Linked DNA regions of Triticum aestivum: region 1 is linked to region 2. The links are chromatin contacts, called in public HiCAR-type maps. All regions are on one chromosome and are shown on one strand. Each heading gives the region's core, a stretch centred on a gene start, on an enhancer-like site or on the middle of the called end of the contact. The rest is flanking DNA. Distances are from core to core; before and after follow the strand shown.

Evidence for each region. HiCAR-type assays count read pairs that join an accessible place to other places.
Region 1: a contact with region 2 is called in a HiCAR-type map of leaf, with 7 times the contacts expected there. The contact joins the promoter of LOC123149837 here to the promoter of LOC543026 in region 2. A contact is called at or near these places in 2 of 5 Hi-C or Micro-C datasets (both in leaf) and 1 of 1 datasets of contacts at active chromatin or transcription factors (leaf).

The regions. Positions count from the first base shown.
Region 1 is chr7A:171,795,357-171,798,056 of IWGSC CS RefSeq v2.1, forward strand. It overlaps LOC123149837, which reads left to right and starts at 1,338. Exons shown (of 6, transcript XM_044569580.1): 1 at 1,338-1,993; 2 at 2,089-2,424. The coding sequence starts at 1,628.
Region 2 is chr7A:171,648,677-171,651,376 of IWGSC CS RefSeq v2.1, forward strand. LOC543026 (THO complex subunit 4D) reads right to left here and starts at 1,285. Exons shown (of 7, transcript XM_044569576.1): 1 at 982-1,285; 2 at 1-285. The coding sequence starts at 250.

The DNA of each region.
Region 1 (2,700 bases), core at 88-2,587, 150 kb after region 2:
TTCCCCCGGACGCCCTTTCTTCTCCACCATAAGTGACACTGCACATGTTCTTCTTCCTGTTTCTACTTTTCCCTCTTCTCTTTTTGCTCCTAGTCTCCTCCTTCAACAATGTGGATGTGGGAAAAAGCCAGGAGGAACAAGGAACACCATGCCGCCGGCGAGGAACAACGTTGAGGACGAACTAGGTAGTCACTCGAGCTTGCCGCGCACCATGTGGACGCGACCAGCGAGAAATGTGTGAGAAAAAAGCCAGTGTAAGATTATGCCGTTGATGATGAGAAAATTGATGCAGTCGCTGGTCTAGCTTATCGGGTCAGTGACACCACGTCTTCCCAGGCCGTCGGCACCATGGCCTTCAATCCTACAGCCAGCGGTACTGCATCCAAGCATGAAGCTGGCCGCTTCCTGCGTCGTCCTCCTTGTTGAGGTCGTGAGCTTCATGCTTTTGGCCTTCGTCCTTGACATGTGCTTTGTGCATGGTTGACGTTCGTCAACCTGTTCCCACTTAATTGTCACAAACTTACTCTATTCCATCTTAACCCGAGCTTCCTCGCATGTGTCATGAGCCCATGGCAGAGTTGTGGGGCCGAAATAAATGTGATTCATTGTTCCCACGTTGTATACTTCTCGTATTGGTTAGAATCAAAAGTAAATTGCATTAAGTACACCCATTCCGAGATAATAATGGACATACAGATTTCGAAGGGCTGCGTCGCCGAGTGCTCGTAGTCCACTTCCCTCTTATGGCCCAGTTCTTTCGGCTCAATTCTGAAGAATTACTGCCCGGAGAATCACAATCGCAAAAGAACTCGTTTCTTCCCCAGGAATCATCCGAGAATTATCAGAATCGCTAGTGTATTTGAGAATCATGAAAACTCGGCAATTCTGGCAATTCTAGCCGGGCCCTCAAAAGAAAACTGTTTGGTTTGAACTACTACCCCTATTGGGGACTCAAATTACAGCCAATATGTCACTCGGCCAGCTCGACCGAACGACTTCATACAACAATTACAAGTTGGAATTACAGAAAAGAACTGAACAGACAATTTTATGGGCAGTTTTGATAATTCTCTAGAATTATAGGGCGAAAAGAACTGGCCCTATATCCCATACACTACCACGAAATTACGACATCCTCCCATCGGAGAAATCCGGCCTCCTGTGTAAATGCGAATGGACACGGGTGAGAAGGTGAGCCAGAAGTTTCGGAGAAGCAACGCCAGCTGGTCGTCTCCTCCTGCCGTTTTAGACCAATGACCAATCCTCGGCGGTCCTCGGCCTCGCCCGCGGAGCGCTGGCGCAGCCGCGTTGAAAAGGCGACCAAAACCCGACCCCCCGCCCCAAGTGCGCGCACAGCGCAGCGGCATCTCACATCACTCCTCCCCCACCCCACCACCATCGCCACCGGCCCACCGCCACCGCTCCAGCTCAACCTCGTCGCTTCCGGAACAACCAAGGCAAGCAATCCAATAGAAAAACAGCGGCGGCTCGGCTGGCGGAGGGAGACGAGGCGACCACCACATAGACCGCGCCGCGCCGTGGAGGCGCCCCGCCAAGCAGAGCCAGCAGCCCGAGCGCGCCTTCCTCCGAGGCCTAGCGCCGGCGCGCCGCGGGGAGGCGGCCAGCCATGTCGGTGTCGTGCGGGCTGGAGTGCGTGCTGTGCGTGGGGTGCGTGCGCTGGGCGTGGAAGCGCCTCACCTACATCGGCGCCTACGACAGCGAGACCTGGCCGCCCGCCTCGCCCGACGACTTCGAGCCCGTCCCGCGCATCTGCCAGATCATCATGGCCATCTCCGACGACCTCGACAATCCCAAGCTCATGCCGGCCACCCGCGGCTACACCCAGATCGACGGCGCCGGCGTCCACAAGCGCACCACCTACGACGAGGTCGGCACCGCCTGCCCGCCCTACCTCGTCTACGTCGACCGCCTCCGCAACGAGGTCGTCCTCGCCGTCCGCGGCCTCAACCTCGTCCGCAACGCCGACTACAAGGTCCCGCTTCGCATCCCCGATTCCAGCAGCCCAGGGTGAATTTCATCTCCGCGGGAACGGAATGTGAACCCGTTCGATTCGCCCGTTCGTTGCAGGTCTTGATGGACAACAAGCTCGGGATGCAGATGTTCGACGGCGGCTACGTGCACCACGGCCTGCTCAAGGCGGCCCAGTTCATACTGGAGAGGGAGACGGAGACGCTGCGGGAGCTGCTGCGCCAGCAGGGGCCCGACTGCAAGCTCATCTTCGCCGGGCACTCGCTCGGCTCCGGCATCGCCGCGCTCATGACGGTGCTGGTGGTCAACAACCGCAAGGCGTTCGGCAATATTCCCAGGAGCCACATACGCTGCTACGCGCTCGCGCCGGCCCGGTGCATGTCGCTCAACCTCGCCGTCAAGTACGCCGACGTGATCTACTCTATCGTGTTGCAGGTACCAGCTGCCCCGTGGTCAACCATTACCTACCTGTTCAATTTTGCTGCCTCTGAATATTTTGACTATTGGAAAATTTCGAGCCGGACAATTGGAAATTAGAATTGTTGGGGTGAGAGGAGGGGGAACGATTTGGTCAAATGTGCTTTGCTTGTGGCGTGCTTGGAATGTCTGTGAAAGCTTAACTAGTTTGATTGTGCCGAACGTTAGGAATTAGGCAGCGGGAATTGTGTTGTGAAGAAAGGTACTCCCGCTGATAGAATAAGATTATACAGC
Region 2 (2,700 bases), core at 35-2,534:
TGGCAATAGCATACGATGACGAGCGAGTATTGACACCAAGTGGCCTTTGGTAAGGCACTCCCCTTCCACGGAAGGTTCCAGCACCGCGTCCACGGCCTAAACCACGGCCTAGCCTTTGGCCATCACCTCTGCCTGACCTTTGGCCATCACCTCGGCCTCGACCAACCCTCTGTCCCCTTCCCCTTCCTCTTCCCCTCCCACTTCTGTTCTTAATCATATCATCAAGTGACATATTCAAAGCTGCCTCCATTACAATGAAAACTTGGATTCAATAGGGAGAAAGCCCTGCAAGGACAAAGAAGTTTAATAGTGATGTGGTGTAAGCAAGCAGAGTAACAAAGATGCACCCACCGATATAGAAAAAAACCCATCAAATTAAGGTCACTGGTTTCTATACTAGTAGAAAAAAGGAACAATACTCCAGAAGCAGCAGCTCATCCAAACTTCCTACTACGCTACTATTGTGCTTGTCCGACACATACACTACGAATAATAGGCTGATAAACTTCAGTCTTCTCGAAGTTTTCGTCACCGTTCAGGATGACAATAACAATCAGGTTATCAGGTACACCAGGCATCCGAATGCAAGTAACCTTTACCAGTCAACATAGGAAGTGAAGTAGTACAAGAAAAGCTAATTTGTAGAACACATCAGGTTCACGAGGACAGCCTGGCTAGATCTCTGCATCCATCCTTCTTATCACACTCTTCTAACAACAGAGCAGTCTACACCATAGTCACTACCATAGCGCCTAAGCTACCCAGCCTCGCCATCGGGGGTTCCCACGAACAGCACCGAACTGGAAGAACATAAATCCGGCTCCCGTTCATGACAACATAAACATGCACCGCGGTTACCAAGAACCCACGGGATCCCACCGCGCTAGGGCTTTGCGCATGCCAGCGACCCAATCAACGAAGTAGGAGTATATTCGTAGTGATACCAGTGCTAGCGTAGTTCCGAAAGGTCAGGGAAGTCACCTCCGGGCCTGGGTGGACCCTCTAGGGTTCTCCGGCGGCGGGCAGATCCTGGATCTGTGGGGTGGGGGATTCTCCGCCTCCCGTCGTTGGCAGGAAGCACGGAAGGGAGGGCGAGGGGGGCTCGGATCTCTGGGCCTTGGACGGCGGCGGTGTCGTGGTCGGTCTGCGTCTCGGCGAGGTTTGCCGATGGAGGCTCGAGGCGAGGGCGGATGCGGAGTTGGGAGGAGAGAGACGACTTCTTTCTTTCTAGGGTGGAAGAGAAGGACGACTTGGGTGCGGGTCCCAGTGGATTGGGTTCTGCTTTTATTTGCTTTTTTTTTTTTAGACAATCACGCGAAGCTTTTATTGATCCTGATAAATGTTTACAGGGACAAAAACGAGATTACCGGGGTGTCCTAACCAAACATGGTGGCCCACCCCTAACTTTAAAGCATGCTTCGCTAGATTGTGAGACTCGAAGTTGGAGCTCCTATACTCATGAACAAAATTACACTCTACGAAACCATTCGCAAGGTCAGTTATTTCATGTAGAATTGCACCATAACCAGCTGGGTTTTGCTCCTTCATGTCCTCAATCACCACTTTACAGTTTGATGCAACGTGTAGATTCTGCAAGTTCAGATCTTTGGCCAGGGCTAGAGCCTCCCGAACAGCACTGCCACGGAGAGAGAGAGGGAGATAACTGGCGCCAGTCGGTGGGCTAAACCGCCTTGTATGCTGGCCGGGCCCAATACGAGTTCAACGCTAGTTCCCGCGGCCTGCAAAGTTAAAGTCAGCAAAGCCCGTTAAAAGCCGCAAGTCCTTAGCGGGCCTGTTTCACACCGCTCCGCTCTACTAAAAAAAAAGAGCCGAATAGAGTACGAAATCACTAACTGGGTATGAATCCCTAAAAAAAAGTAATTAAGCATGAGCATGTGCGCCGCTTGTCGCAAGCTGAGAGTTTTCCTTTTTTTCGCAGATCCGTTTATTCAAAATATTTTACTCTTAAATCATGCGTCCAAATCTTGAACCGTTTTCACCATTGGATTCATGTGTCGAGATCTTCAAAACTAGATCTCATGTTGATAGATTTTGATGAACTTTTGTTATGAAAAAAACCAACGAAAAAACCGAACGGCTGGCAGGTCACAACATTGGACGCTCGTCACGCCTAGCGACGTCGTCTGCAGCACATAACGTCGTCGATCACTGCACCTACGACCTACGGTTGCAACATTTGACGCCACCAGTCGGCCATGGTTGTTTCCACTAGCCCCTTCCAACATCGTTAATAAGAGGTCGTAGAATCGCCAAGTCGCTCCTAGCATCACTCGCGATTGGTCACATCAACTCTTGGCGACTAGTAGCGCTAGTCGTCAAGCACATCCACACACACCTTCTCTCCCCTCATCGCAACACGTGATCGAGCACACAAACAGAGAGTGTGGGAGGGCTTAGGCGGTGTGCACAAGGATGAAGATCCACGTGCACCTTCTCTCCCCTCCTTGCAACACATCATCGAGTCCACAAAATAGAGAATGGGAAAGGGGTTAGGCGACGTGAATGGGAATGGGGATCCACATGCACCTTTTCTCCCCTTCTTCTAGCACATGATCGAGCCAATGACAGAGAGTGTGAGAGGGGTTAGGCCGCATGCATGGAGATGGAGATCCATGCACACCTTATCTCCCCTCCTTGCAGCACATAACCGAGCCCACAAATGGATAGTGGGAGAGGGGT